Regions from separate parts of the Zea mays genome. Here region 2 is linked to region 1. A link is a contact called in public Hi-C data. All regions are on one chromosome and are shown on one strand. Each heading gives the region's core, a stretch centred on a gene start, on an enhancer-like site or on the middle of the called end of the contact. The rest is flanking DNA. Distances are from core to core; before and after follow the strand shown. Region 1 holds the start of LOC100272522. Region 2 holds the start of LOC100381618.

The links. Hi-C and Micro-C count contacts between places; a contact is called where the count stands out from the background.
Region 2: a Hi-C map of endosperm shows a contact between it and region 1, with 3 times the contacts expected there. The contact joins the promoter of LOC100381618 here to the promoter of LOC100272522 in region 1. A contact is called at or near these places in 2 of 25 Hi-C or Micro-C datasets (bundle sheath and endosperm).

The regions. Positions count from the first base shown.
Region 1 is chr2:139,686,674-139,692,175 of Zm-B73-REFERENCE-NAM-5.0, forward strand. It overlaps LOC100272522, which reads left to right and starts at 3,726. Exons shown (of 5, transcript NM_001353446.1): 1 at 3,726-3,873; 2 at 4,025-4,427; 3 at 4,837-5,268. The coding sequence starts at 4,062.
Region 2 is chr2:140,089,618-140,094,951 of Zm-B73-REFERENCE-NAM-5.0, forward strand. It overlaps LOC100381618, which reads left to right and starts at 2,878. Exons shown (of 7, transcript NM_001361457.1): 1 at 2,878-3,269; 2 at 3,675-3,874; 3 at 3,981-4,040. The coding sequence starts at 2,993.

The sequences.
Region 1 (5,502 bases), core at 2,476-4,975:
ATGAGCAGGTTTGCCTCAGAAGTATTAACGGGTCATTCATTGTTTTGATTCCAAAGATAGAGAGTCCTATGAAGGTGGGGGATTACAGGCCAATTTCTCTTCTAAACAATAGTATGAAAATCTTAACGAAGCTGTTGGCAAACCGTCTGCAACCGTTCATGCCCCGGTTAATTCACAAGAATCAGTATGGTTTCATCAAGGGGAGGTCCATTCAAGACTGCTTGGCCTGGGTCTTGGAATATATTCACCTTTGTCACTCCTCAAAAAAAGAGATCATTGTGCTCAAGCTAGATTTCGAGAAAGCCTTTGACATGATTGAGCATGAGTTGATTATCCAGGTCCTGATCCACAAAGGTTTCAGCCCTAAGTGGATCAACTGGATTCGGAGCATCCTTCACTCTGGCACTTCCTCGGTGTTACTTAATGGAGTTCCTGGTAAGCCTTTTCATTGCAGGAGAGGGGTTAGGCAGGGCGACCCTCTTTCACCCCTATTGTTTGTCCTGGCAGCTGACCTTCTTCAGAGCATCATCAATAAAGCCAGGATGCGGAATCTTCTCAAGCTACCTTTGCCGGATATTGGTGAACAGGATTTCCCGATTATTCAATATGCAGACGACACTCTTTTGATTTTGGAAGCATGCCCTAAGCAACTTTTTTTCCTCAAGGCAATCCTCAACTCTTTTGCCTCTTCTACTGGCCTGAAGGTTAACTACAACAAGTCAAATATGTTCCCTATTAACGTGTCTCCGGATAAAATGGTGATCCTGTCCCGAACCTTCAATTGTCAGATTGGCGAGATGCCATTCACCTATCTTGGCTTGCCTTTGGGCCTGGTGAGACCTAGAAAGGAACACTGTCTACCTCTTATTCAAAGGATTCAGAGGAGGCTGTCTTGTTCTTCAAACTTTTTGTCACAGGCTGGGCGCTTGGAATTGGTAAATTCAGTCTTCTCAGCCCTACCAATGTTCTTCATGTGCACGCTCAAGATTCCTAAAACCATCATTAAGGAAATTGATATTTTCAGAAAGCACTGTCTGTGGAGAGGAAATGACATCAACTCCAAGAAGCCACCTTTGATTGCTTGGAATTCGGTCACTCAGAGGAAAGTGAATGGTGGGCTGGGAGTCCTTCGCTTAGAATCACAGAACGAGGCTCTTCTAATTAAATTCTTGCATAAATTTTTCAACCACAGCGACTTACCTTGGGTGCATCTGATCTGGAACAATTACTATCTTTCTCGAGGTCTCCCCGGCAATAGAAGCGTTGGATCTTTCTGGTGGAAGAGCATTGTAAAGCTCCTGCCAAACTTCAAAGGTCTGGCTATCCCAGTTATTGGCAATGGCAGATCAATTTCGTTCTGGGATGATCAGTGGAGTCAGGGCATCCCGAGGCATATTTTTCCAGAGCTTTTTTCCTTTGCCAAAAACTCAAAAATGACTATCAAAGAGGCCAAGGATCAAGAGCAGTTTCATGGTCTTTTTCATTTACCTGTCTCTGATCAAGCGTTTGATCAATTTCTGGTGCTCAAGGGGTCCTGGGAACAAATCGTTCTTAATGATGCTCACGACCGATGGAAGTACATTTGGGGGTCGGACAAATTCTCGTCCCAAAAAGCTTACAGATCTTCCATGGGCCAGATGCAGATTCATCCTATCTACAAACTAGTTTGGAAAAGTAAATGTCAGCCTAAGCATAGAGTCTTCTACTAGCTGTGGCTCAAAAACAGGCTAAACACCAGAAATATGTTGAGAAGGAGAAACATGGAGCTAGATTCCTACTCCTGCGAAAACTGCCTTTGGCAAAGAGAGGAGACCCTTTACCATCTTTTCCTCAGATGCAACTTCGCGAAAGCCTGCTGGAACTCAATTGGCATTACCCCGCCCAGAATTTCTAATCCTGAAGAGGCATCAGTGAACCTCAAGCACCAGCTCAACGTTCCCTTCTCTATGGAGATCATTATCCTTATGACTTGGAGCATCTGGAAAAGTCGAAACGAGTGGCTATTCTCAAACAAGGATCCCTCGGTGCTCCGCTGCACTCAGGAATTTAGTAGAGAATTGCGACTGATCATTCACAGAGCACGGGGGGAATTTGACACCTCAATCCCGAATTGGCTAAGTTTGTGGCAAACATAGGAATAGTTCTTTCTTTTCCTTTTTCTCTTCTTTTTATTGATTGTAAAAGTACCAGGTTCTAACCTTTACTTTTCGCTTTCTAATAAAATGCGCAGTAGGGGTTCCCCCCTCCTGATCCTTCAAAAAAAAAACAATTGCAGTAGGTTAAATTCTGGAAATAGCTTAACAATTCCATCCCGTGCGTCGAAAAAGCTGGTGCTCTTTTGATTGTAGGAAACCAGATATTTCACAAGGCTAAAATTTGTTAGTTGTGTGTGAATATTACCCATGGGTAATCGGATTCAGGTTTCTGCCCGTACCCATACTCACATACCCAACGGAGAAGGAATTTCTCTCAAATCCAAACCCATGGGGATCAAAATCATTCCATAACCTAACCCTAAGGGCTAGTTTAGGAACTCTATTTTCCCACGTTATTTTTATTTTTCCCAAGTAAATTTAGTTCATTTTCTCTTAGGATAAATAGAAATCTATTGGAAAAATAGAATTGTCAAACTAGCTTTAATAGAGTAATTCCCTATAAGTTATTGGGTATCAGATCTCTATTTACACCTCTAGTGAGAGATAAAGTAGTTAAACTACGTAAAATTTAGATTTAAAACTTGGTTAGAACTCAGAAAGAGAAGAATTAACAAGTATCATGATATTAATTGAAGAAAGATGATTTAGGAGTGGTATATTTTTTACCCCTATTCTTAGTAATTGTATTGTTTAGATCCAGATTAAATTCTCCGTAAGTTAGTGGCAGATCTTGATTAATTAAAAGTACCATGGCTACGGTGACTCCGGATTCTAAAAATAAATATTTCACCCAGTCCTTTCGCTTTAGAGCAAAATTCATGGATAGCGTAATCAAACCAGTTGTCCTCTCTGGACGAAGAAAACATGTTAAAGTATTGGCCAAATTGATAGCAGACAGCAGGCCCAGCACCCACCGACTCCCTGAATGAGCGAGGACGCCTCGTAGCTGCCAATGGCCTTTACGTGCCACGTCGGATCCTGGTCAGACTCGTCGGCCGGAGCAGCCACACCCTGCGCGTGCCACCTACTCCCCCTCCTCCCGAAGCAGTGGCCGGCGACTCGGATTCAGATTTTGACCCAGGAAATTTCCTCCCAAAAAGGATTCCAAAAACTAAAATTGATGCTGTAGTACTACTACCTACCACTCTCCTTTTGGTTGTCAATGAATTTGCAGTTGTATTTTAGGAAACTACAAAATATATGAAGGACTTTCAGATCGCATCTTTAATTTTAAAGCAGATTCGATAATATCCACTCGATCAACAACAGCACATGCATTGACTGGAGTACTCTGCTGCATATCTGTTAGTCCGATCTGTGAATGTTCCTGCCGGTGAAGAAACATGCTCTGTGAATGTTCTCGCTCATGGAAAGAGAGATTTTCCGTCAGTCAAATTTGTTAACCTTTAGAATTATGAATGAGATAGATGAAAAAAAAGATTAACGCATCTTATTTTAAGCAAGAGGTATTGCTTCATCGTTCCGTAGTTTCGGATGGGTCTTTTTAAGGCCCTGGCCCGAAGGTCACAATTTCTTGCCCAAAATTTTCGTAGGCTGTCCACCGCACCACCACCCTGCGCGCCGAGCGCACCCCGATCCAGATCCACCCATCCTCCCTCCGGTCTCCGGCGGGCGCCCTCCTCCACGTCCTCACGCGCCTCCGGACGCCAGTGCGCGCGCAGTGAGCATCAACATCAACCCGCCTCTTCTCTCGTCGGTAAGGACGACGGACGGACAGACGGACAGACCTGCTGCTCTTCATTTTCATTCTATTTCGGTTTCGGAGGCGGAACGGCATGAATCTGCTGTATTGTTCGTTGGCCACTACCACGAACCGTCCCTGAACTCCAGAAATCCCTCCTCCGTAGGACCGGCGCGCGCCAGGTGGCGGCGGAGGCGGCAGGCATGAAGCGGGTGTCGTCGCACGTCTCGCTCGCCTCCGAGGCGGAGATCAACCTCGACCTGTCGCGCCTCGTCATCGACAAGCCCAGGTTCACGCTGGAGCGGAAGCGCTCCTTCGACGAGCAGTCGTGGAGCGAGCTCTCCCACCGCCAGAACGACGGCTTCGACAGCGTGCTTCAGTCGCCGGCATTCCCGTCCGGCGGCTTCGACTCGCCCTTCTCCGTCGGCACGCACTTCGGCGGCCCGCACCCGCTCGTCAACGAGGCCTGGGAGGCGCTCAGGAAATCGGTCGTCTACTTCCGGGAACAGCCCGTCGGCACCATTGCTGCCGTCGATCATGCGTCGGAGGAAGTGCTCAACTATGATCAGGTAAATTATTGAATGCGAATCGGGCTTCACTGAACATCAAATTTGTGGAAACAGAGGAACCTTTTTGTTTGTTCTGTTTATGAACGCTGGAATATTAGTGCTTACCTAGTTATTTCCATTGCTCAGTGTATATACTCGTTTCAGGCTATAATTTGATACATGTATCATAATCAATGAATACTATACTTCCATTGTTTTTACTAGCACTTGCAACAAGATTTCAATTTCTGTTCTGTATTTTCTAAGATTACGTGATAAAAAATGTGTTCCGGTAATATGTAACCGTGGAACATTAGCAGTATGGTCTGTAACTGGATTTTTCCTGTTTTTCTATTTCTGGTTACTTCTTAAAGAATTAAGTCTGATGGCGTGCTAAGATTGATTGCTCCCTTATTATTAATTATTTCAGGTTTTTGTGAGGGATTTCGTTCCGAGCGCATTGGCTTTTCTAATGAACAATGAGACTGACATAGTGAAGAATTTTCTCTTGAAAACTCTTCACCTTCAGAGCTCTGAGAAAATGGTAGACCGATTCAAGCTTGGAGCAGGAGCGATGCCAGCAAGTTTCAAGGTGGACCGTAATAAAAACAGAAACACTGAAACCTTAGTCGCTGATTTTGGTGAGAGTGCAATCGGTAGGGTGGCACCGGTTGACTCTGGATTTTGGTGGATCATTCTCCTTCGGGCATATACAAAGTACACCGGAGATGTTAGTTTGTCAGAATCACCTGAATGCCAGAAGTGCATGAGGTTGATACTGAATCTCTGCTTATCTGAAGGATTTGATACTTTTCCAACTCTGCTCTGCACAGATGGCTGCTCAATGATTGATCGTCGAATGGTAGCATCACTTCACCTTTGATCTAATTCATATTTAGATGCATATCTGTAGAAGTAGTACATATCAGCTGAGGTGGCAATAGGATTGGCAGGTTCTGCATGTTCTTCCATAATGAAGGAGCATCCCTGTCTCCTAATTTTCTACTCTACTTTTTAAGTTTTTATGGTAGTCTTACAGCTGCACAAATTCTCATACTACTTGCAACCAAATTTTAATGGCAATCTTGTATAGCCT
Region 2 (5,334 bases), core at 1,628-4,127, 400 kb after region 1:
ACACAAATTGGCCCATCGGCCAGCAGCCTTGCACGCCAGGGGGGCTAATTATGGTTTGTTTCGCGTAGTCATTTTACTCCTCTTGTAAGTCGTCGTCTACGGATGACGTTTTGTAAACACTACACATGTAGTGAAGGTTTTGTCTGGCTGATGCCCGTGGTTTTTCTCTTCGCATTGAAGGAGTTTTCACGTTAATTTGTGTTTCGTGCTCTGTGATTTGTTGGTTGATCTACTTTTATTTTCCTATGGTTTTCTGCTAACATCTCACATTGTGTAGACAAGTTTCCCTCCGTGCATTATTTCTTGCCTTATTTACCTCCGTGCAACAAACAAATGCGAGTGCGAGTGATGTACAACCACCAAATTTTAGGCGAGATGGATCCCTTCCTATATTTTACTCTGCTCTGTTTCCTTGAACGTGTGAATCTCTTTCCTTCCCAAATTTCTCCATTGATAAAAGGTGGAAATCGGCAGTGCCCTCACCAGCTATAAATGGAGCCACACTGATCTCCCTTTCTATCTGTTCTCCCTCTTTTCTCAGGTAATTGTGTTGAATTTGTGATCTATCAGAGTACGAATCCCACACACGTTGAATGGTGGTTATCTATTTGATGTTTCTTGTGTTTTTATTCCCTTAACTACGCGAGACATCAGTGCTTACATGCTCTGGGTTTCTTTCATTAAGAATATCGCAATATAATTCTAACTATTGAGTTTTGGCTTACTCTGGGGCACATATTGTAGTCGCTGGTGCCTACTACTGATCACGCATATCTGGGCCAGGTTTACCCACGTCGCCGTCTAAGAAATAACACACAAAGGGATTCACTACCGCAACACTGACATTCCTCTATGCGTTATTTATAATAATATTTGGGTCGAAATATTTATAATAATATTACGTATTTATATTGTTATGTATCTATGTTTAATCACGGATTTTGTCGTCATTATTGTAATCACGTTCCGTGGCATCGCACGGGCACGTACCTAGTATACTTATATGGCTATATTTAGAAAACGAAGAAGAAATCGAAGTGACCGAAGAGAAGACACCACCACCTTCGGAATATCAGGCCGGGAATTGTTTCTACTTCGATATCTGCGGGTCCGAGCCTGACTCACCTACTAACGAAGGCAAGCTCTGGTGCATTTGCCACCTTCCTTGATGTTTTTAAAATCTTTCTCACTTGATTGATGCATTAGGTGATAGGAGTTGAATGCTTAAACAATTCCTGCATTACCTTCCTTGAAACCCTGTTTTTACAAAAAGGTTTTTCTATGCTTAGTATTGCTTTAGAAAAACAAAAGGATTTGTTTTACAAAAGATGATTGGCAAAGTGGGAGGGTTGTTTTCAAAAATAAAACTTGATGGTGGATCCATCATGGTCGTGATGGGTTCAACATCGGAAAAGATGTACCTCTGCCAGGTACCAAGTTTTTGGGTTGAAATGATTAAGCTGAGACCGGGCGGGTGACTTGCACGAGAAAGGAGTCTTGGTGTAGTGTCTCCGTCTGAGTCGATTAAGGACCGTGTCGATGTAGGCTTGATGACCGAGGACCCTTTAACTGGTCACATGCCTCGTCATGGGTAAGCCTTGCCTCGGGCAGACTAAGGCCAGAATAAGATAACACGAAATGGGCGTGGAGCGGTGGCGGGAGTAGCGTGTACCCTCCGTGGCAAGAGGCTGGACGGTGGTGTATCTGTGCTCTCAGTTTGCGTGAACCTGATCTGGTCTTAAGAACCCCGGTGGCGGGTTGACATATGCAAGGGTTAAGTGCTACATATGTCGTGTGATTGGAGATCCTCAGCTGAGTATAATCGATTCGGATCGCCGTACCTTCGCGGTTATGAAGACTTGGTCACTGACTTACACGTAGCAATCCACTAAAGATGATGGTTTGTTAAGAAATTGGCTAATGCAGGACAAGTGATTGAACTAGGGTAGAAAAAACTCTAGTTGCAGGTAATTTTACTTAACCTGACAAATAAAACTGGATTTTTAAGGATCCACTTTAGTAATCATTTCTACAAAACAGAGTCTTTGATTATTGAAAGTCTTACCTTGACTCCCTTATAACCAGCATACCCTTGAGAGTCTTTTCTTTAGTCGGGTAAGACTTGCTGAGTAATTCCATACTCAGGGTTTATTCCCCCGTTGTTTTTAGGTGAGGAAGCGACAAATTTTTGTTGCTTCTGCTCTAAGATGGTGCCAAAAGAAGAACGCAAGGAATGAAGTGCGGGAGGAAAGGATCCTCCATATAGAACTTTTATATAAGAACTTATCGGGAGGAGTTTTTACCTCCCTTGGTATGTGTAATAATATTACTCTGCACTCATACGATAACTCTGGTCTGTAATAAGTAACTTGATCTTACTTTCTAAATAAATGTAAGTTTATGTAATCGCTTCCGCATTTCTATATCTCCGATGTTCTGTAATGTCTGCAAGACGGGTGAAACGTTCCTGGAAAGGTAAGAAAGAAGATACCGAGCTTGTCGAGTGATTCAGGAACATCTACAGGGTTGTCTGATGTCTATTGGACAAGTACAGCTGTAGGTGAACCTAATTACTTTGGAGGTTCCGTCACACTCTGCCTCTCTCTGTCTGAATAAAGCTCGCTCGATATGAAATATAGCCCAGCCCAGTCCTTTCTCTCTAGTACGCAAGAGACCCAACATTTACGACCCACACCGATTAGGCCCGTTCTTTTCGCGGCCCATTTGAGAGAGACGCTCACCACTCACGCGGCACACCGCACACGCTGGTCCTAATTCTGACCGTTGCAACTCCAAAATCCAAATCTGCCGCCCGGTTTCATAGCCACCTCCAACGTCTCCTTCGCCGGCGCTCATCCCCCCTACACATCCCCCTCCCCGTTCTTCTCCAAGGCTTCAAACTCGCAGAGATTCGCAGTCTGCACTACGTCTCCTTGACCTCAGCAGCGGCCACACAGCCACGCGCACCGAGAGAAGAGAGATTCCCCACGGCATGGCGGCGGCGGACGGGGACGCCTTGATCGCGGCGTTTGCGGTGTCCAAGGGCGGCATCGTGCTCAAGCACATTTTCCTCAACGCACCACCGCCGGAGGCGATGTGCGGGTCCGGCGGAAGAGAAGTGGAGAGTGATGAGGAGGACCCGCCGGTGATGGTGGGTCGGCACCCCGACTGCCACGTGCTCGTCGACCACCCCAGCGTCAGCCGCTTCCACCTCGAGCTACGGTGCCGACGTCGACAGAGTCTCATCACCGTCACCGACCTCCACTCCGGTGAGACGCCAGCCTCTGTTACCTTTTCCCCTTCCTCTGCATCCTCGTAATGTGTTCGTGATAGCGGCGCTAACAGGATTGGTCCGATCCCGCGGACTGATCTGGCCTGTTAGTCTACATTTCAATTGATTCGTGCTCGTTCAACTGTGGCGTATTCTATTTAGGGATTTCACTAGAACTTCAATGCGTTGTTGGACTTGGATCATCTCCAGACGGGATCAATGCTGCCTTCATCATTGCGGATTTGGGATCAGATTTTTTCCCCCATCGAAATTTCCTACAGAGTGTCGCAGTCTTCTAATTTTCGACTGAAACGATGTAGTGTCTCAGTCTTCTGTTTTTGGATTGAAATGACGTGGAAGTTAACTCGGCGTTTCCCATTCCTGGGGGTCTTCATTGATGCAGTGCACGGGACATGGGTTTCGGGGCGACGGATCCCACCCAACACGCCAGTGGATCTCGCTACCGGTGACACGCTGCGGCTCGGGGCCTCTAAGAGGGAGTATAAGCTGCTCTGGCTGTCGCTTCGTGAGGCATTTGAGATGGACGATCTGATGTATATGCCATCGCTGCCTGAGGAGGACAAAGAGGAGCCATATGTTAAGGTAGCAACTATCTAATTCTCGTTTATATGCTCGTAGAATAAGTTTCTATGTTGTTTTGGCACTCGGTGCCGTTTCTTTGTGGTTTAGTGTTTGATGAAATGCGCAGGAACCAAGCAGCAAGTTATTGCCTGGGCACAGGGATTCAGTGAACATGGAGACCCATCAGGTTTGTTCACAGCAAACCAGTATTACTGACTACTGGAAACATTCTATGAAATGCTTATCAGTATCTTTAGAGCTGCAATCCATGTTTATTGACTTCATAGCCTGAAACTGCAAAGTGGCAACTGATGTAGTTTTTATTTTTATTTTTTTCGTATTAGTATGTTATGTATGATCTTCTTTGCATCTAAGAAAATGGATCTGCTAGGTTGCAAAATCAAAGGCAGCAACGCGAATTGCCTCAATTCTTTCCAGTTTTTGATGTGTTGATTATAGTTACTCCACTGTAGTAATCCTTGTATGCTTGTTCTATGAATATATATAACGTCTTATTTTCCTACATGCCACTTCAAGTAGATCTGCCCTGTTAATCGCTACTGATCAATCAACATTCTCTTCTTAGTTTTTTACTGCATTGATGATCCCATTTGACTGTATCCAGCAGTTGCCTAATTCCTATGAATATCATCATATTTTTGTCATGCCTTGTGAATGCTGCATGCCTGCCTTGTGCCAAACTTGATTGAAAATAATTATGTTGCCTAAATGAAATTTGTCATGCTGTACTGCTAGATTTGTTATTATTTGGGCACTTCATGCCAGTCAAAATACATTGTGCATGTCCGTAGAGTCATAGAATAAGTGCGAACCTCTATTTGATACATATTATTTTCTATGCTCCTGATTCTATTGTGCTAAGTTAAATTTATCTGAAATGACATACTATTTATTTGTTTATGGGTGAGGTAGGGATTCGGGTGTTTTCTTGACCTGCTTGAGATTTTCTTCTTGATGCAATACCTTGGGGTTGTCATATCCCCACAGATCGAGTTTTTTACATTCTATTTGTTTGTTTGCTTAGTTTGACAAATGATTTTTTTAAAAAAAAGCCTAGGGTGGTTTACCCCAGAGTTTTTTTTCCTTAGCTTAACAAAAGATTTTTTATGGTAGGTGTGTGTAATTTTCAGCTTGTGTAAAGCAAACATTTTTGCACATGTGAATTCATTTGGCTGCTTCTATGAATGTTGTATTTCACAAGTTAAACACAGTTCTTGCATTTATTTTGTATGTTGAAGTCAGAGCATATCAACACTTAAATGTGCTATCCTTTGCATATGACCAAATTTTGTGACCTTAATTTTGTGTAACCAAGTCAACTATAAATTGCATCAGCACAAACTATGTGATCAGCTATTCAGCTGACAATATATATCCAATATCCAATTCCACTTGTAAAATTCATCTATGCTCAAGTTAGCTAATAGCATTGGTTTACAGTTTAACATGTATGTCAGTTT